Linked DNA regions of Mus musculus: regions 2, 3, 4, 5, 6 and 7 are each linked to region 1. The links are chromatin contacts, called in public ChIA-PET, Hi-C, HiChIP or PLAC-seq and promoter capture Hi-C maps. All regions are on one chromosome and are shown on one strand. Each heading gives the region's core, a stretch centred on a gene start, on an enhancer-like site or on the middle of the called end of the contact. The rest is flanking DNA. Distances are from core to core; before and after follow the strand shown. Region 1 holds the start of Nup214 (nucleoporin 214). Region 2 holds the start of Fpgs (folylpolyglutamyl synthetase). Region 3 holds the start of St6galnac6 (ST6 (alpha-N-acetyl-neuraminyl-2,3-beta-galactosyl-1,3)-N-acetylgalactosaminide alpha-2,6-sialyltransferase 6). Region 4 holds the start of Fam102a (family with sequence similarity 102, member A). Region 5 holds the start of Hmcn2 (hemicentin 2). Region 6 holds the start of Dpm2 (dolichol-phosphate (beta-D) mannosyltransferase 2). Region 7 has its middle 16 kb from the start of Hmcn2.

Region 1 (2,700 bases), core at 99-2,598:
CCCATGAGGCCACACTGGCCATTCATAAAGAAACAAATCATCTATCTTTTTTGATATTATCATCCTAATAGTCATGACTGTACCACTGGGGCTTGGTGGCTTTTTTTGTGGTGGGCCAGTGTGATGAAGCAACACAAAAGAAACAAAACAAAACAAAACAAAACAAACACAACAGACAAACCCAAAACCCAAACCTCTCCTTTCTGCTTTTGGCAGGAATTAAAATACTGCTATTAGCCCTGTGGTTCTAAATTCTCTACCCGAACATATCTGAGGAACATGAAGCTTGCCCATTACCGGGCTCAGCACATGTGCTGACTCAAGGAAGAGCCACTGTTTCTAAGCATGATATGGAGCACTCGACCCATGTGCATTTTAGCGACTCACCGGTCACACAAATGGCTAACACCTTCCTGCAACTCACTCATTTCCAACTGTCTACGGTCCCCTGCCTTTCCATTCTGTCAGAGTATATAAGCCAACTATTAACACAGTATCCAGAAGTTGTAGCATGGGGATCACTTAGGGTTCGCTTGCTTTTCCTTTAGTCTCATGAGTTCAAGCTGATTTCCAGTGCCAAACTTGACTTCCTGTTCCTACTAACTAGGGGTTTTGAAGGCAGATAGTGTTTCTTGGCTCCACTTTAGGTAGTTTGGACCACCCTCAAGTATAGAGAGCTAATAAGAACTGAGCGTCTAAGCCAACTGTGGTAATGCACACCAATAATCCCACCACTTGGGAGGTGGAGGCAGAGACAAGAGCCCAAGACCAGAAGCCACCTTGAGCTACAAGAGACCATGCCTAAATCGTAAGAGAGATGTAAGGCTTTTGCCACGTGACTTTGGATCATTTGCTTTCAAGGCTTCAATGCGCTCCTCTTTCTAAGCTGGTCGTAAGGGCTGCAGCGACGGTGGCGACAGTACGTCTCACTCAATAAACAAGAATCGCTGTCACCAGTAAGGCGACCAGCCCATCAGAGTACCTGGGGTAACTCAGAAGGCGTGGACAAACCCACGCAAGGACAGGTACCTGCACTTGCAGGGAACTCAGGCCCGCGACACGCAGAGCTGCGGACGCTCTGTGGGGCGAGCGATCGCGACCCTGCGAACTGCAGGAGCAGCCGGCAGAGGCGAGGCTCCAAGGCAACTCCAGGACTACGCAGGCGGGGAGGCCCCGGCCAGGCTCTAACCTTCATCTCCCGCTCAGGGATCATGGCATCCATCTCGTCTCCCATCGTGCCGCCTTCAGGGTGTTCAAGTAGCTGCTGCTGGCGCTGCCGCTGCCACCCGCGGCCTTTCAAACACAGCTCAGGCCGCTCAGGCCTCAACTTCCTTCCCTCAGCGCCCGCGGCGCGTGGTAGATGCGCGTTTCCGGCGCGCGTGACTGACGTCACCCAGGCCGGTTTTTAGTGTGCTCGGAGGCAGTCGAGGGCTGCTCGGAAGTCGCGCGCTTGCCAATCCACAAGGCCCCATTGGCCGGTTCCGCGCAGTGGGTGTGGCCATGAGGCGCGGGCCGGAGTCCGCCTTCCTTTGGATGCTGCGTGCGCAGCCTCGCTATTTAATTTTCTTCCTTAGAGAGAGGCACGCTCGGCCTTCCTGAGACTCTCGATGCTTCCCGGTAGCACTTACCTGCAGGGCTCTTAGAAGCTTCCGACTTAGAGAAGTTAGGAACTTTTTTGCTGGGAAGAGCGGACAGAGAGGTTCGGTTAGCGGGTGGACTGCACTGTGTGCCGGTGCAGAACCCTTTTAAAAACGGAGAGGAAAAGGGACAAAAGATCGGTTTTGTTTACTGTTTTCAAGGCAATCGTTTCAGATCATAAGCCATATCCACTTCACATCGCAAATGGTGCGCGGCTATCATCTCAGCTTTTGGGGATTAGAGGGTCAGGAATTCAAGGTCTTCCTAGGCTACATAGCAATCTCTAGATATCCTGAGTTACATGGGACCCTGTCTGGAAAAAAATATGTAATAAGAGAATTCCACACAAAGCAGTTAAATTATCCAATAGCTTTCAGCCAGGAAGGGTTAAGATTCAGATCTGCGTATACTGACTGATGTTGAAGACATTTCTGGAGTAGAATTATAAAAGAGGTTCCTAACTTGGAGCTGGTGGGTCAGCTCCAGAGGGCACATTCTGTCAGATGCAGTCTCTCAACAAGTTGCATGTGTGCAAGCCTCTATTCATTGTAAAATGCTAACAGTAGACCTGGGTCTTGGGCTTAATCAGATGACGTCAACTGTCTGTCTGGGACATGGGAGACCCAGGACACACTCATTTACTTGGTACCTGTTGTCAGCTAGCTCTTCTGAATTTACTGAGCCCAGAGCTGTCCCCAAGAAACACAAAGACACTGATAAATTGCTCTAGTTTATTTCAGTCTGCAGGAGACCACATCCCATCCATACATACACACATGCACACAATAATGGCACTCACCCAAATCTACCTTACAAACATCTTTTGAGTCACAGGGCAAAGCCATACTTGGCAATCCCCAAACTGCTGGTTACACCAGTTACATTTGGTCTTTTTCAGAAATAAGGCAGCCGATGTCCCAAGAAAGCTAAGCCCTTAACTAGAGAGGTTAAAAACCCTGGAACCAACAGACACAACTTGAAATATATGCCAACTCCTCCATTAAAGGGTCATTCTTAAGTCTTCCCATAGATTGATCTTCAGACCACTGCCTCTTTCTGTGC
Region 2 (2,715 bases), core at 110-2,609, 720 kb before region 1:
AAAAGCAGGAGAGATTGAAAACCCATTGCTGTTGTCCAGTGCCTTCCACAAATGGAAGTACCTCACCTACAATAAGGTGAGACTACTGTTCCCTCCCCCAGAGGGCCCTCAAATCCACTTTCTACCACGGGGGAGTTTCCAACGCCCCAATAAGATTACACACCTTCCCCTAAAGCCAGCAAATTTACTCCAATTTATTTATTTATTTGTTTGTTTGTTTGTTTGTTTGTTTTCGAGACAGGGTTTCTCTGTACAGCCCTGGCTGTCCTGGAACTCACTCGGTAGACCAGGCTGGCCTCAAACTCAGAAATCTGCCTGCCTCTGCCTCCCGAGTGCTGGGATTAAAGGCGTGCGCCACCACTGCCCAGCCAAAATTTTTTTATCTTTACTTAATATTTTTGCCTGTTTGCATTGTGCTTTTGGAGGCCAGAGTCGGGTCAGATCCCCAGTTTGGAGTCTACAATTGTGAGCCGCAGTGTGGGTCCTAAGACTTGAACCTTGAGACTTAACCACTGAGCCATTTCTCCAAACCTAATTTCATACGGGGCTCCAGGTCCCTGCTGATGAAGCATCCCGGGAGCAACCCGGTCCAACCAAATGGAAGTCTTTCCCACTGTCTCCTTCTTAGCCTGGAAATCCCCCCCCCGAACCCCACAGGCCTCGATAGGGGTGTCATTCTTCCGGGAAGTCTTCCTAGGCTTCTAGAGTGAGTTAAGAGTCTGGAGAGGCCGGGCGTGGTGGCACACGCCTTTAATCCCAGCACTTGGGAGGCAGAGGCAGGCGGATTTCTGAGTTCGAGGCCAGCCTGGTCTACAGAGTGAGCTGCAGTTCAGCCAGGGCTGTACAGAGAAACCCTGTCTCGAAAAACCGAAGGGGAAAAAAAAAAAAAGCCTGGAGAGACGGGGTCATATTCTTGACCGAAAAGGCTGCATCCCCACTGTCTGCGTGAGCCAGGACATTTCGGTGCTGGGAATTGATGACACAGGCATCTGCCAGCCCTGTAATTCTATTCCAGCTCAGAGCTTCTCTGCCAAGGAGTCGGGACTGAGAACTGCTGGCTCGGATTGGCTATTTTTGGATGTACAGCGAAGTCCTTAAGACCTGGCACAGACCTGTGGAGGATAGCGACGAAAAGAGTACAGAGTTCCTTTAAGATGGAGGACCCCCTCCCAGGAACACCCTCTTCCCTCCACCCTCCCCGGCAGAGCGCCCCCTAGAAGCATGGCGAGAGCAGCGCACCTCCGGACCATCTGCCCCTCACAAAGATGGCCGTGATAAGGCGCTGCTTCTCATTGGTCCGGGAAAATCTAGAGACTCGGATTGGTGGGTCTTAGGATGGCGTCAGGGCGGGGCGGGGCGAAGCGGGGCGGCTCCGGCCCAGGCCTAGCTTGCGGTGGCATTAAGACTATGTCGTGGGCGCGGAGCCGACTGTGCTCGACTCTGTCCCTGGCAGCTGTTTCTGCGCGTGGTGCAACGACGGAGGGCGCGGCGCGGCGGGGGATGAGCGCGTGGCCAGCGCCACAGGAGCCGGGCATGGAGTATCAGGTTTCTGACCGTTCCCGCGGGCAAACGGTCCCGTACTGACACGTGGGCAGCACCGGAGCCTTGCTCCGCTCTCCGCCAGCTGCTGGGGGCACCGGAGCATGAAGTTGCGGGGCTCGAGAGGCGGGGACATCCCAGAGCCCAGGGGAGGTGACAGAGACCGGAAAGTTGAGCTCAGGTGGCCCGATGTGGGAATTCTGAGAGCGCGTGTCCGGTGTTGCAGAGGGAATGGGCGCAGGTGACACACCAGAACGTCCAGAATCTGAATTGAGTTTTAGAAGTTCCAATGCAGGGCAATGCAGGATGAAGGGAAGGGAGGAGTTCTGGAGTACAGAGTGGAAGTACCCAGGAGGATCTGGGATTGGGGTCTCCAAGACTCGAAGACTGGAATCTAAGTATTCAGAATTGACCGGCGGGCAGGCAGAAAAAGAGGCAATAAAGAGACCAAGAATCTAGAACAAACTGTAGATTACAAACTGTGCCAGGGTCAGTTGTCAATGACCAGAACTTAATGCTGGCCAGGCAGGTGGCACCGGTTTAGGGCTGTGAGGCTTCCAGCCAAGCCTTGAGGATAAGAGGGCAGGCGACCCAGCTGGTGCCCGAAAGGAACTGCCTAAGCACAGGTTTCTCAGAATGTAGGGTAATTGAAACACACGACTGGATTTATATCCTCAAATGCCTCTCATTTAGGCCTCTCTGTTTATTTTCTGTTTCCACTCCCATCCCCCAAAGCCGTCTCCTGAGGCTGTCTGTACCCACCTGTGGATTCTGGCCCGACAACTCTTGAGTGTACTTTCCCTCCCTCTGTACCTCCTCTTCCAGATCTAATTGCTTACTTACATTGTCTTGTCTTAGGGTTAGAAGGTGGAACTCTCAAATATTCCAAAATTCAAAGTTCCTAGATTTCTAACGTCCTGGCCCCCACTCAGTGGGTGTCCAGTATAGTGGTAGAGAGATTAAGGAAAAAACCTTCCTTCCAGGGTTGGTCTTGTGTGTGAAGGCTGAGGGCATAGAAGCTTGGGGAAGGCAGCCCAGGAAATGAAGGTCCGTTAATCTTGCCAGCTTTACCTGGCACTCCCTGGGTGGGGCTAGCTTGCCCATGGCTCCCATCTTTGCTAGAACTGGAGATATGCCAGGGCTGTCCCACCAAATAGCTGTCGGCAAAGGCAGCGT
Region 3 (2,700 bases), core at 66-2,565, 630 kb before region 1:
CCTGTCTTGCGCATGCCCCGTGCTCCAGACACTTGGAGCACTCCAGGTCCCAGGCCCACGCCCCACTTTCCCACCTTTGCCTGAGCAGTGCCCTCAGCCAGGACTACGGTTCCCCCGGTCAGGCCCGTCACGGTCCTGCTCTGAGAACGCCATGGTCAGAACAGCGTATCAGGTGCCAGTGCGAATGTCGGGTCCACACTTACTGGCTGGGGGGCCTCGAGCAAGCCATGTGACCTCTCTGAGCCTCAGTTTCCTCATCTGTGAAATGGGAATAAGAACTGGTAACTCCTGGGGCGACTGGAAAGATGCATGCATTTGTGAAAAGGAGAGCCGAAGGCTTGAAAGTACTATATCAGAAATCCTAAGCCTTCGGGTTACTCCGTTCAATGCCCGCCCCTGCACAAGCCTGTCCCAGAAACAATCCTCCCCCTCTTGACCCCAAGCCGGGGACTTCCCTTATATTACGAAACATGCTCCGGAGCTACGCAAAGCATCGCCTGCCTACACACTTTTCAAGGCAACGCCTGGTAGGTGCTCTTGCTCCCCATTTCACAGATGAGGAGACTGAGGGATCAGAGAGGCAACGCGCCTCGCAGGGAGCAGGAGCAAGCGGGGGAGGGGGGAATCTTGTAGTGTTTGTTTACAGGGCGGAGCCTGAAAGGGTCTCCCGGGAGGGTCCCCTTGTAGCCTGTGCGTGCGCCAGACATCTAGTTCGGCTCGGAGTGGCCAGGCCTGGTGGGGAGCTGCTGACTCCGCTGGGGAGGTGGCAGCCCAGAAGCCTAGACTCAGCTCCAAGGCTGGACCTGCGGAGGCTGAGCTCTGGGCTGAGGGTGAGGGCCGCACCCTGAGCTCGCTCTGGGGCTTCTCCAGGTGACGGGAGCAGGGTACCCCCGAGTGCCTCGTGAGAGGCTCAGCCCCGCTCCCCATCTTCTGCCGCTGCACCCTAGGGTCAAGCATCCTATCCTGACCCCGGCTCTGCAGGGGAGGGGTGCGGGGCCGCGGCAGGGTCGCCCCATCTCCAACACGAGAGGCCCAAAGAATCCCGCTAGATCTCGGGGTGCAGTTAGCAAGCAGAGTGGGTCTCGGGGAGCCCTGGGGCTCCCCCCTTATCAGCGGCTCCCCACTGCCGAGGCGCAAGCACAAGCCCCCTCCCGCTCTGCTGCCCGCCCCCGCGCAGCACCGGCTCACCTCCGCCGGGGAGCGCCCGGCCCCCCGCGGCCCCCGCACCCCGTCACATGGCGCCGGGAGCCGAGAACCGGGGTCCGCGCCGCTCTGGCCGCCCAGGCCCCGCCGCAGCTCCAGCCCGCCGGGTCCTAGCGCCGGCGCTCGCAGTCCCGTTAGGGCCGAGCGAGAGGGCGGAGCCTCAGGCTGCGGATGGCCCCGCCCCAGGGAGGTGCCAGAGAGGAGAGACGCTCTCCCACAGCACCCTCGTGCCCCGCGCCCCATCCCAAATCTCATCCATTTCTCTCTCTCCAAATGGACACCAGGACCTCGGATGGGGAATCCGAAACGCGGAGATCACTGGGTTCGAACTCTGGTTATTAATTACCTGGACTCCCCCTCGTAGAGACCCAGTAACCATCCCCTAGGCAGCTTGGTACTTCATCTCCTTATCTCCGGAAAATGGAGAGAGCAACGTTTGAAAACGTAGCTTTTGATGGGCCTGGTAGCTTAGAGGCCTGCACCCTACTTAGGAGATAGAAGAGGGCGGAAGACTGTTGCAAGTTCAAGGCCAGCCTGATAGACATAGTGAGTACCGGGCCGGCCAGGGGTACATGGAGAGATCTTGGCTCAACTCTCTTCATCCTACCCTCAAATATTCGTTGCACTATTTTATGTGACTAAAAGGAAGCAATCTGGACCCAACCAACTGGATGGCTCAGCAGTTACAAATACTGGCAACTCTTCTAGAGGACCTGGGGTCCACTCCCAGCACAGTCCTAGGAGGATCTGTCGCCCTCTTCTGGCATCCATGGGTACTGCACATATATGTGGTACACAGACATGTGGAAGCAAAACATCCATACACATAAAATAAAATGAAAAATTAAAGAAAAATGCAACCTGAGGGCTAGGGAGATAGTCAATATGTCAGACTCGATGCCGTGTTCTGCTTCTGTCTTTCGAAACAGGGTTTCTTGGTGTAGCCCTGGCTGTCCTGAAACTTGCTCTCTAGACCAAGCTGGCATTGAACTCACAGAGATCCCTCTGCCTCCCCAAGTGGTGGGATTAAAGCCGTGTGCTACCCCCGCCCAGCGACGTCACGTGTTTGTAATCCCCATTCTGGGGGTGGGAAGAACAGGAGACCCCTCCAGCTAGCTTACCCTTTCTGGGCCTCCCAGGTCAAGGAAAGAACATTGGAGGCTGACCTTTGGCCTCCAGACATCCAGGGATGTGCATGTATGGACACAGGGATGTGCATATGTAGCCTGTTAGAAAGCTGGTTACATAAACAAAGACTGCCTACCCATAGTGTTCTAAGAGGCTGGGAACGAGGGTTAACGTGCATGCCTGAGAGGGTGATGGGGAGATTTAGGAAGAGAAAGCATGTTTAAAGAGTTCTGTTTTGTAATTACTTAGGAAAACATCATAGTAAAACTTTCCATTCCCCACCCTAGGTACCTATTAGGTCCTGCAGATGTACACAGTGAAGGTCACAGCTGGACAGTTTGAAACACAAGAGTAGAAATAGTCCAGATA
Region 4 (2,700 bases), core at 108-2,607, 560 kb before region 1:
GCAGTCACTCAAGAGGGGGCTGGGCAACCCAAAATCCAGCCACCTCCCGCAATCAAATCCAGGGAGTGCCTGGAACTGGGCTTTCCCAGCCAAGGGGAGAGAGCCAGAGAGCCCTGGCTGGCCCAATCTCTCAATCGTATGACAGCCACAGGAGCCAGCTTGGTGGCAAGGTGGCCTGAGACACCCTTACTTAATCCCTTAAAGTGAAAATCTCAGTCAGCTCTCTCCATACAAATCTGTAAAACGGGTGACTTGAAGAGTGCACGCAGGGCCCTAAAAGGTTTCTGGCTGGTCACCTGCAGACAAATGCCAGGCGCTCTGCCAGCTCACTCAGACCTAAGTCCTGCTTAGAGCAAATCTTTCCCCAGGCGGGCCCCTTGCCCATCCGTCCCTAGCTGAGTCTTCCACATTTGCCAAGTGGCTAGATCTCACTCATCAGCACTCCCCACCCTCCCCTGCAAACGCGAAAACCTCAATGCCTACCTGGACGACAAGCTGACAAAATCCCCGCCATCCAGCAGCCGGACCTTGCAAAAGAGGACCCCGTTCACGAAGGGGACCGCAGTCAGCTCCTCCAAGGTGAAAGTGGTTTGAAATTTAAATTTCTTCTTCTTCATCAAAAAAGCCATGAGCAAGTTCCCTGAGTCTGAAGCCCGCAGGGCCAAAAAGAAAAAGAAAAGAAAAAAGAAAAAAAGAAGGGGATACTAGAAAACCCCAGGATTCCTTTCCCGACACCACACCCCCCTCCTCAAAAACACCAGAGCTGGATCCAGTCCAGATGGCGGCGGAGGCTGCGGGCAGGAGAGGATCTGAGTTCGGAGCCCCAGGTCCAGTGAGCCGGCTGCTCTCACCCTCGGGGAACCCGGGCTCCACTGACATGTAAACAGCGAGGTGCGGCCCCGGCAGCGGGGGCTGGCGTGGAGGGCGGCTCGCAAGCGAGCAGCAGCATCCCGATCCGCGGGGCCCGGCGGACCGGTGAGACTGACGGAGACGGCCGGGCGAACCGCTGGAGACCCGGGCGGCGGCCCCGCCTCCGCCCCGCTGGCTGCCGTGGGAGGTGCCCAGGCGACGCACACGCCTCCGCACCTGGCGCACCGCGGCCTGCGCAGGTGAGGCCCCGGGAAGCGGAAGCCACCTCGGCGACCGACCCGGCTCTGCAGGGACCGCTTCGGGAGGCTCTGCCGGGCCGGGAACGTGTGCCGGTCCGCCTCCCGCTCAGTCCTGGGACCTACGCCGCTCCTGCCCTGCCCGAGTCTCAGGCGCCTTCCGACCCGGCCGGATGGCTTCTGCCTCGGTTAGCACCGCTGGAGCACAGCGGCGCCGTCGCCCGCACCTCCGGACGCAGCCGGCTGAGCCCGACGCAGCTCGGCGCTGCTCGGAGAATGCCGAAGCCCCGGCGCGACCGCCCGCGGAGCCGCGGCCGAGAGCAGCAGGGGCGGGGCGCGCGAGGCTCACAGCCAACCTGCGATTGGACAGGCCGACTGTACGAACACGAATTTCTATTGGCTGGCGGTGGCGTGGGGCGGGGCTCGCGGAGGCAGGGCCAGTTGAGGGCGCTCGGATTGGAGCGCTCGCGGGGCTGGACCCGCCTCCTTGAGAAGCGCGGTGGGGGGGGGTGCGGAGAGGCGGTGGGAGGTCGCGGGGTGTGGGGGCCGGCACTGGAAAGAACGGGAGGAGAGCGCGAGCCCAAGAAAAGGAGAAACAATGACTAGGGGAAACAATCTGGAAACTAGGGCTAGAACGGCCTGCCCGGATCCCGCCAAGACCTGAGCTCAGTGAGCAATGAAGCAGGCTGAGGAGGTAGCACCCCTGTTCTCAGGAAAACAATCGCAGAGGTGTCTCAAGACCTATGCAGGTCTTGCTCGCCTCTAAAAATGACAAGCATCTGTCCTGGCTTTGCCGCTCTTGAAGATCCATTGGAGCCCGGCAACCTTGTGACTCGGCCTGCCTGGTTCCAGGCTGTTATCTAAGGCTTTTGTTTAAAGTTTCCCGATAGTTATGGCAAAGGACACCTTGGGGACCTCGTACTCTCCAAACTATCGGCATTTTATGATTCTTTTTATCCAGGCCGCCAGTGTTTAGGAACTCTGTCCTGAGTCAGGCAGGCACCCAGTGGAAAGACTGGATCTGAGAGTCTGCTGAAGAACTCAAGTAGGGAGGTCAGAGGAGGCGTGTGCTTTCGGATTGGAACGGAAGTTCAAAGGATTCTGACACAAAGCCGGCCAAGCATCGGGGTACAGGCAGTGGCAGTCACTAGAGGCCTGCTGGCCCGGCAGCATGGTACTCAAAAAGTTTGTGGAGTATCCCTGGATGAATTCTAATTTGAGAGAACAGCAGATCAGGCTAGAATCTGGCCCAGTCTTGTAGACCAGAGCAAAGAAGGAGGCATCTCCTGGTTTTTTGAGCTAGATAGTGACTTGATTGTTCTGGCATCAGATAACTTGGAGGAAAGAAAATGGGGAAATGGGTGAGTGAAAGGCCGTTTTTGATCCGGGCAGGAGATAAGTTAAGGTCTGCTGGACTTCCCTGTGGAAAATTAAAGAGAGTTGGGCTGATTGGCATTTGAGATGTAAATTCTCTGCCGGACATCATGTTTGATACCATGCATGATATCATGTTTGGACATGTGCATGAAGACTTCCTGAGCTTACATTTCAGAAGCATGGGTGGCAATCTCTGCTCCTCATAATTGTCCCATAA
Region 5 (2,700 bases), core at 64-2,563, 660 kb after region 1:
AGGCTGTGGGGGACATCTCTCCCCGGGGTGCAGGGGACTTTTGGTGGTGAGGCTTCGGGGAGCATATTCAACCCTGAGCTAACAGGGTGACTGCGGGGGGGGGGGGGGGAGCGGGGAATCAGCAGGTGTCAGGGAGCCATGCTTTGCTGGGAAATTTCACTCTGCTGAAGTAGGCAGGCAAAAGGGAACCGGCAACAGGCTGTTACTATCAGCCAGGGGTTCCACAAAGGGCTGCAGTTCCCCCTGAAAGCCATGTCCTGGCTTCTCACATGCAAGCTGGGAGAGGACTCTAAAACAAACAAACAAACAAACAAACAAACAAACAGCACCTAAAATCTTACAGGCAGTCGGCACAGAGCTTGCCTAGTGTGCATGGGCCCCAGGTTCAATCCCCAGCACCGGATAAAGGGGCTATGTTAGTGCAGGTCTGCGATCCCAGCGCTCTAGAAGCTGAGGCCGGAGGATCAGAAGTTCAGAGTCATTCTCCACTACACAGAACACTGGGAGACCAGCCTGAGCTACAGGAGATCTGCCTCACAAAGGGGAAGGAAAGGAGGAGAAAGGGGAGAGAGAGGGAAGGAGGAAGAAAGGGCAGGCAGGCAAAATAAAATCGAGAACCAAAAACCTCACAGGTTCCTGGCACCTACTGCCAACATCCCCACACATGTTCCCACTTCACAAATGGAGAGGGTGAGACTCAGAAGCTTTTGGTCGCCTGCTAGAAATTTGTAACCTCAGTGCCAACCTGGGGATGCAGGAGAGGGCGTGGCCAGGCAAGGGAAATGTGCCAGAAGATGCTAAGGTTCTGCTTATTGCTGTGCGCCAGGCAAGGCTGGACGAGCAGCAGGGGTGAGGGGTGGAGAGGACAGGACACCAAAGCATGACACCTCGAGGACTTGGGGGGAAGGAGGGAACCTCGAGAGCCGCGCGGTGGGGAGACCTTGAGAACGGCCGGCGAGGGGCTCTACCTGGGTCGTGGAAAGGCACCAGCGCATAGTTGGCGATGACCCGGCTGCGGCTGCTCAGGCTGCGCTCCAGAATGCGCGAGGCGCCGTCGATCACCTGCATCAGGTCATCCCACATGGAGCCGGTGACATCGAAGACGAAGGCTAGGGTGGCGTCTCCTGTGGCGGGGGACAGCGTCTTCGTGGGCGCGTCAGACGTGACCACCGCCGCCACTGCTGTAGAGATCGCCACGAGCAGCGGCAGGAGCTGCGCCCCAGGCGTCATGGTGAGCCGGAGGCTGCAGCCCTGATGGGACCCGCAGGTCGCAGTGAGAGATGGCAGTGCAGTCTCGCTCTAGCGGGTTCACCGGACAGGGGCGCGGCGGGGTTCCCCTGGTGGGAGCCCGAGGCGGTCCCTAATGCCCACCCCGCCTCTCGCACCCCTCCCCCGCGCCCCGCGGCGTGACTCAAACTTTCCCAGCCCCTCGGCTCTCTGGTCCAGCCCCGAGGTTAGAGGAGGACGCAAGGCAGAAGGCAGGAGGGAGGTGGGGCCACGGCCAAGGGCGAGGGATGAGGGTGCGGGAATCCGCGGACACCTGCAAGCCCTTCTGCGGGGGCGGAGAGGCCACAGGAGCAATCCAAGCCTGGCTCAGACAGGCTTTGCACTCACTGCTACCTCTATCAGTGGTTCTGAGCCTCCCCAATATTGTAATTATTCTTGTCAAAATCAACAAACCTAAGCCTGGCGTTCACTATGGCCTCGGCATCCCACAGATAAAGTCTGGAAACTTACGGTAATCCTTGGGGAAGATACTAAGACCAAACGTATTTGATGCAAGACTCGGCGATGAGCCCATTACTGAATGGTGTAGGCAGCATCTGAAGCCAAATATAGAAGGACCCCAAGTCCCTCAGGCTCTTCCGTCTCCCCTGAGTATTGTAAGACATCATTACAGGTCATATGGGGACTCCACAGGATTGGGCACACACTCCTCTGGTCACCTGTCCAAGCGGACTCATGGATTGCATATGAAGTGGCTGCGGCACCTGTTAGGGGCTGCCTGGGCTGGGTTCAACCATCCTTTGATGGTTCCTCTGCCAGCTGGGTGGGAGGTGCTGCCTCTGCCAGTGGGCCAAATGAGGATGTCCTCTGCACAATCAGGTTGGGGGTGCTCTCTCTCTGCCATTGGGCTGTTGGGGTACTCATCATTGGCTGGGCAGAATGCTCCATTCACCATTGGGCTGGCCAGAGGTGTTTCCCTCCATTCTGTTGCAGCCCTTCACTCTCCCAGGCGGTACACTCCCAGTGGTTTCTGTCCTTACAGACCAAGAGCCCCTTGGAGTGAAGAGTGTGCCTTAGCGTCCACCCCACCACAGGGTGGTGACTCATTAGATGTTGCTTGACTGGAGGGGGCAGCTTTGGCAAGCATGTTTGATTTCTTAGGGTCTTTTCTGTGTACAACACCCTGGGTGAAGTCAGAGAAACCCTGGACATAGCTGAGAGCTCTGGGCTATAGAGGCGACACTCTCTTGACCCTTCCTCTGTAAACACCTCAGCCAGGAGCAAAGCCACTCCACACTGTCTCTTCTCCTTTGGACCAGCCTCAGTTCCTCCATCTTTGAGGCTGCTGGGACCACTCTGTTCTGCATCCACAACCCTGTGTGTCCTCATCCTAGTTCTGACTAAACTGTATCACTGGGACTGTGCCTGGGTGTGTGACCTTCCACTGCAATTGAGCTCTGAGACAATGGAGAC
Region 6 (2,700 bases), core at 59-2,558, 600 kb before region 1:
GTATCATAACAAGAGACCCACCATATTGTCTCTGTATTGTTGAATACTGCCTGGGCCTTGTGAGTGCTGGAAACCATCCTTTTTGATTTCTGAGGCCCTGGCTGACCTCACCAAGCTGCCCTCCCCCCTTCTTCTGCCTTCTGAGAACTCTAGGTCTTTTAAAGAGGTCTTTATTTTTTGATCATGCATTTGTGCCTGTGAGTCCAGGTGTACTTTCATCCAAGCCCTGGATCTCCAATCTAACTCCTAACACAACTTAAGCAGCAATGGCGTTCCGTTCCAGGGACTTTTGCTGGGTCTCCTGGAGCTGGAGTTACAGATGGTTGTAGCTGGCCATGTGGGTGCTGGAACTTGAACCCCAGTCCTCTGGAGAATCAGCCAGTTCTCTTCATCACCGAAGGTCAGCCCACCTAACTTTCCTCTCTGAAGGATACCAAGTACTGCAAGATGCCCCTTTCCAAGCACAGTGTACTTTAAAACAATAACTAACAAAATTTCCCACATTAAAGAGAGAGGCAGAGAGAGAGAGAGAGAGAGAGAGAGAGAGAGAGAGACTTGAGATGTTAATAAACTCCACCGGCGACTGCTACACCCAGGAACCTGCTGGCTAACCAGGAGGACAAACACAAAATAAAGCCTCACTGTGCGGCAGTTCAGAGGCTGAGAAACAGCCTTCTCCCCGAGTCTTAGCCTCCTCATCTATAAAATGTAGACACCATCTGCAAGCACCATAGTGTAGATTTCGTGAGATTAGAGCTAGCTAAACATCCAGACGCTGGCACACAGACGCTGATTAAGTCGCGTTAGGAAACTGGCTTAGAGATCCAGAGCAAAATGAAGGTGAGCGGGGTGGGGGTGGGGCACACATACCAAGAGAATCACCCAAGTGGTGTAGTAGGTGAAGATGATCAAGCTAACGGCGACAAGGCCAAATCCTACTGCTTGGTCTGTCCCGGTGGCCTGGAGAAAAATAAAGGCTCAGCAGGCGAGATGGCTCGTGTACAAGCACTAACGGAGGGTCGGAGCAGCCGGTTTACACTCCAAACCTCTCATTCATTTAGAACCACGGAGGGCTTACTAGAAGTGGCTCTCGGGTTTAGAAAGCCACGTCAGGCCTCGTGTCACCTGTCTGCAAGCGGTGGAGAGAGCGATCTGGGTTTGGAGAGCCCAACTCCATCTCCCAAGGAGACTCTTACTCAGAGCCCCGACCCCTGGTACCCTCAAATCACACATGTACTCCACCCCAGGCTCACCATCTCTCCAGCGTTCCGCCGGAGCAACAAAATACATCCGGTTCCTGGTTTAGGCCTTTCCGGCTTGTAAATCACGTGACACGCGGAGACTCGTCTGAGCTGACGTGCGGGCACTTTTCCCCGCCCTCCAGTGCATGTCGGGAAATGTAGTTTCTGCAGGGAACTGTAGGGCCGGGAGCTCAGACTTTCAGGTTTTTGTGGCTACATCCCTGTCAGACCCTTCCCAAACAATAATCATTTAAACATTATCCTACAGTCCCAAGCCAGAGTGAGATGTACCCCAGAGTTGGAAGTCCCGGAAAGGGATAGATCATAATGAGTTGGTTGTTGAAGCAGACATCAGAATTCAAAGGCTCTACATTCTGGCCTTGAAACTGTTAATGGAAGAGTCTGTATAGAATGACCACCACTGGCCTGGCCTATGAGAATTTCCACTGGTTGGCTTCCTAGGGAACTTTCTAGGCTTCCCTTCATTGTCCACTGCCAGAGGTTTCAGAATGGCCCTCTTAGAACCAAGGGGCGCTGGGCCAAATTATCTTTCATGCTTTTCTTCTGTTTCTCACCCAGAACACTACTCTCATGGCATATGGGGCTAGCTGCTGTAGATCCATTCTTCTCCAAATGCTACACCATGCAGGTTATCCATTTCTGCAACCAGAGGCAACAGCTCCCTCTTTGTGCCCTGACAGGTATTTTTAACCAGTTTCTTCGATGATTAGGACCAAAAGTGGGGCTTTAAGATCCCCGAATTGATGCTGGGCATGGTGGTGCATTTCTGTAGTCCCAACACTCTGGAGGCATGAGGAGTAGTAGGTCTCCTTAAACCTCATGGCTAAAGGAAACCTTATAAATACCAAATAAAAACGTTTTATTCTTTCCCCAAAACCAGAGTGAGACACCGTCTCAAACAAGAAGAGGTTCAGGAGTAACAGGTGTTCTCCGACCTTTGTCAAGTGCCCATTCATATTCATACAAACATGTGTGGACATATATGTAATATGTATGTGTGTGTTTGTGGTGAGCATTATGACTGGGGTCAGACTGGAGAACACTAACCTACTTTCCCCAGCATGTCATCTTACACATACATGGCTAACTCCTGTTAGCAGCCCCCAAGTCAACACGGTGATGAGAATGAAAAGAAACACCAACAAAAAGCAGTAACAAAAACATCGGCATTTAATTCCACCCCCAAACCAAACATTGACACTAGGCTGATTTCCCCATATGACATAATTTTCTATTATAAGCTGAGACAGATATGAACAGCCCACGGAATGGGGTGCAGTGGTAACCTGGTTAGAAAGGAATAACACAAAAGCAAATTCTCCCCACAGAAGAAGATGGGCCTGCTCATCCTGCCAGACCACGTGGTCAGCTGTAGGGTAACCAGAAAAGAACCCTAAAAATATTGCAGATCTTTTATATCTCTCTAATAGAAACATTA
Region 7 (2,700 bases), core at 48-2,547, 680 kb after region 1:
CTCTTAAGAGCAAAGGCAGCTTTGTCTATAAAATGTGAGTGTAATACCAGTCACAGCCTCTAGAGGGTGTTCCTGCAAGTATTAAATGAGCTAAAGCGGAGAATCCGGGTACAGAAAGGATCTAGGGTCAGCTGTGAGTATCAGAATGACCACTCATTCATCTGCTAAATGTTAAAATGGGGACTTACATAGAGGAGCCATTCCACCAGGCTTCCTGGGAAGCACAGAGAAGAGGAGCTGTGTGCAAGGAGTGCAAGCACCCAGAAGTGATCACTCGTCTCCCTACCTTCTCCACCTCTCCCGTTGGAAAATTGGGGGGTCCAGGGGCTAATCCAGGACCAGCTCTTTGTGGTGGTTTGAATAGGACCCCCCCCCCCCCCGCAAAGGCTCATATATTTGAACACTTGCTTATCAAGGAGTGCCGATACGTGACAGAGATTAGGAGGTCCACCCTGGTTGGAGGGAGTCTGTCACTGTGGATACAGCCTTGGGATTTCAGATGCAGAGCTCTCAGCTCCCTCTACAGCACCATGCCTGCCTGTGTGCCACCACGCTAATAGATAATAGACTAAGCCTCTGAAACTCTAAGCCAGCCCCAATAAAATGTTTTCTTTTATAGGAGTTGTGTGGTTAAGGTTTCCCTCAGCAATAGAGCACTAAGACCTCCTCTATCCCAGGATTGTTCCAGAAGTCACCACCACTCCCACTCTTCCTGATTTTCCAGAGGCAGGGGGGCGGGGGGAGGGAGTGGATTTCAGGACTCAGGAATGGTTTGACCCCTGAGATCTGCAGAAGTGAGTGGCTAGCCTGGGGTCTCACCAGGGGAAAGGACACAATTTCTGAGACAGAAGATGAAACAGACCATGAGCCCTGGTCCCTGACCGAAGGGTCCCTACAAAGTCCTTCCTGGACACCTCCTGGTAGACTCCAAGTGGATACCCTGGCCAGTCCACAGCCACTAGATCCTAAGTCTCTCGGCAAAGCAGAGATGTCCCCCACGGGATCCTTTGTCCTGGAAACATCCATCCTCTGGACTTTAAAGGAGGCAGAGGATACCCTGGGGAAGGAGGAGAAAGGGAGACGGGGAAGGGAGGAGACAAAACAATGACCTGAAACTTCGTCCCACGCAGGTACAGTTGTTGTTTGTTTGTTTGTCTGTTTGTTTTTATTTAATCGTCTTGGCAAAGGAGAATTTACATGCAAATACTTAGAAGAGACATCGGATCGTTAAATCCACCCAAAGGCACACACAATCTTTTGGAGATGATCTAAATCAGACTGGTGACAGAGACCCGAGACGGCGTAGTCAAGACACGCGTGCATTTCTCTTCCTAGACAAACTCAGTCTTGGGCTTGTGTGGCGACGGGGATGGGGACGAGATCCCAGAAACGCTCGTTTTGTTTTTTGTTTTTTTGGAGTCTGGCCCAACGGACTCAAAGAGGGTGAAGCAAGTTTCTTTGCTCTCACTCCATTGGTTAGAACTGAACCACATGGCCGCCCTTGCCCAAGGGAGGCTGGGAAATGTAGTCCTTTGCTCCACACCCCGCCCTGATGAAAGGAAGTGCAGGAGGCAACAACTTTCCAAGAGCTCAGTTTCCCAAACTCAGAGGATTTTGATGCTCTTTCTATGCCCACCACTATGGCCAGAAGATAGCCAAGAGGACAAGGTGGATGGATGTCAGGCAGGGTGGGAGAGGGCAGACCGGCTGCTGAGGAGGGCAGGGAGGCAGTGACCACTGCAGGGATCCTCCTTTGAATCTATACCACCATCCCCACCTCCCGCTCCTCTCTGCCCGGTCCTGTTCACCCCAAGTGGTGCCCTGGGTATTTTGTTATGGTTCGACTGTGAGGTGTCCCCTGCAAACCAGTACATTAAACACTGGTATTGGTCCCTGCCTAGTGGTTCTGTTTTGGAGTTTTGTAGAACTTTTGGCCTGTAGACAGCTTAGCTGGCAGACGTGCCCTGGACCTTAGAGATTACTAATCCCCTTCTGGTTTGGAGGTAGTTCTCTGCTCCCTGGTTTGAGTAAGCCTGAGGAGGACCTGCCTGCACTCCCACCACCATATCTTCCCAGCCATGGTAGACTAAAATCTCACCACGAGTGTAAATAAAAATTTCTCCACTATGATGTTTCTGCCCTGTATATTGGAGTGAGGAAGGGGGAGGTGGAAGACTCCCACTGGGAAGGAAACCAGCTGAGCTACCATAGAGAGCTCACTCCCCTGGGAGGAGGGAGAATTCCTAGGTGAAACCAGCACAGTAAGTCACCCACTAAGGTCAAGGCCTGCCTGTCCAGGGCGATGTGAGGCAGGATGGATGTGCCAGCCAGTGCTCTCAGCCCTCAGAGCCCCTAAGCTGTCCCTCCAGATCTGCCAGCAGGCAGCCTCCACAGCAAGCATACCCATGTGCCTGCCCGGCTTCCCTTGCACCCTGCACAGCTATGCCTGTTACATGGGGCTGGGGATTTGAACTCAGGTCCTCATGCGTTCAGAGGAGGCATCCCACTACTGATGCATCTCTCAGCCCCATCGATTTTCGACGCTTCCATGGATGCAATATGGTTGGGCTCTGTAAGTGGCCTCCAGCTTCCACCTAGGGACAGTTCCTGAGGACTGAGACCCTCCTCGGTAACAGGCTCTCTTGAACAGAGACCATCAGTCACAAGCTCTTACTAAATCCTGCTCCACAGCTTGCTCAT

Evidence for each region. Promoter capture Hi-C pulls out the DNA fragments that hold promoters and counts their contacts. A called contact is a pair of places that touch in the nucleus more often than the background predicts. ChIA-PET counts read pairs in DNA pulled down with a chosen protein or histone mark. HiChIP or PLAC-seq counts read pairs in DNA pulled down with a chosen protein or histone mark.
Region 2: a contact with region 1 is called in a Hi-C map of regulatory T cells, with 2.9 times the contacts expected there. The contact joins the promoter of Fpgs here to the promoter of Nup214 in region 1.
Region 3: an RNA polymerase II ChIA-PET map of memory CD8 T cells shows a contact between it and region 1, with 5 read pairs. The contact joins the promoter of St6galnac6 here to the promoter of Nup214 in region 1. A contact is called at or near these places in 1 of 39 promoter capture datasets (cranial neural crest) and 1 of 115 datasets of contacts at active chromatin or transcription factors (memory CD8 T cells).
Region 4: a contact with region 1 is called in a Hi-C map of embryonic stem cells, with 5 times the contacts expected there. The contact joins the promoter of Fam102a here to the promoter of Nup214 in region 1. A contact is called at or near these places in 1 of 39 promoter capture datasets (pre-B cells), 2 of 484 Hi-C or Micro-C datasets (embryonic stem cells and muscle stem cells) and 2 of 115 datasets of contacts at active chromatin or transcription factors (extraembryonic endoderm stem cells and memory CD8 T cells).
Region 5: a promoter capture Hi-C map of hippocampal neurons shows a contact between it and region 1, with 2.0 times the contacts expected there. The contact joins the promoter of Hmcn2 here to the promoter of Nup214 in region 1. A contact is called at or near these places in 4 of 39 promoter capture datasets (the 3T3-L1 cell line, 3T3-L1-derived adipocytes, hippocampal neurons and 1 more) and 1 of 9 other capture datasets (pancreatic islet).
Region 6: a contact with region 1 is called in an RNA polymerase II ChIA-PET map of memory CD8 T cells, with 12 read pairs. The contact joins the promoter of Dpm2 here to the promoter of Nup214 in region 1. A contact is called at or near these places in 2 of 484 Hi-C or Micro-C datasets (CD4 T cells and embryonic stem cells) and 2 of 115 datasets of contacts at active chromatin or transcription factors (large pre-B cells and memory CD8 T cells).
Region 7: a contact with region 1 is called in an H3K4me3 HiChIP or PLAC-seq map of bone marrow-derived macrophages, with 3 times the contacts expected there. The contact joins the enhancer-like site here to the promoter of Nup214 in region 1. A contact is called at or near these places in 5 of 39 promoter capture datasets (the 3T3-L1 cell line, 3T3-L1-derived adipocytes, hippocampal neurons and 2 more), 1 of 115 datasets of contacts at active chromatin or transcription factors (bone marrow-derived macrophages) and 1 of 9 other capture datasets (liver).

Annotation. Positions count from the first base shown.
Region 1 is chr2:31,973,098-31,975,797 of GRCm38.p6, reverse strand. Nup214 (nucleoporin 214) reads right to left here and starts at 1,348. Exons shown (of 36, transcript NM_172268.2): 1 at 1,190-1,348. The coding sequence starts at 1,234. It overlaps Aif1l (allograft inflammatory factor 1-like), which reads right to left. Exons shown (of 6, transcript NM_145144.1): 6 at 2,356-2,700.
Region 2 is chr2:32,692,819-32,695,533 of GRCm38.p6, reverse strand. Fpgs (folylpolyglutamyl synthetase) reads left to right here and starts at 1,359. Exons shown (of 15, transcript NM_010236.2): 1 at 1,359-1,545. The coding sequence starts at 1,408.
Region 3 is chr2:32,605,600-32,608,299 of GRCm38.p6, reverse strand. It overlaps St6galnac6 (ST6 (alpha-N-acetyl-neuraminyl-2,3-beta-galactosyl-1,3)-N-acetylgalactosaminide alpha-2,6-sialyltransferase 6), which reads right to left and starts at 1,315. Exons shown (of 7, transcript NM_016973.3): 1 at 1,189-1,315; 2 at 204-258. The coding sequence starts at 229. It overlaps Gm52551 (a long non-coding RNA gene), which reads left to right and starts at 399. Exons shown (of 2, transcript XR_003954025.1): 1 at 399-527.
Region 4 is chr2:32,534,016-32,536,715 of GRCm38.p6, reverse strand. It overlaps Fam102a (family with sequence similarity 102, member A), which reads right to left and starts at 1,357. Exons shown (of 11, transcript NM_153560.4): 1 at 484-1,357. The coding sequence starts at 629.
Region 5 is chr2:31,312,945-31,315,644 of GRCm38.p6, reverse strand. It overlaps Hmcn2 (hemicentin 2), which reads right to left and starts at 1,313. Exons shown (of 98, transcript NM_001370902.1): 1 at 969-1,313. The coding sequence starts at 1,230.
Region 6 is chr2:32,569,466-32,572,165 of GRCm38.p6, reverse strand. Dpm2 (dolichol-phosphate (beta-D) mannosyltransferase 2) reads right to left here and starts at 1,308. Exons shown (of 4, transcript NM_010073.2): 1 at 1,254-1,308; 2 at 871-960. The coding sequence starts at 1,256. Fam102a (family with sequence similarity 102, member A) reads right to left here. Exons shown (of 11, transcript NM_153560.4): 11 at 2,416-2,700.
Region 7 is chr2:31,296,843-31,299,542 of GRCm38.p6, reverse strand. No RefSeq gene overlaps it. Among named protein-coding and RNA genes, the nearest start is that of Hmcn2, 16 kb to the left of the region's middle. Within about 2 kb of position 1,297, at least 129 of the 459 cell types and tissues checked have an H3K27ac peak or open chromatin away from gene starts, as enhancers often do. A contact at or near this core is called in bone marrow-derived macrophages, where this site is marked.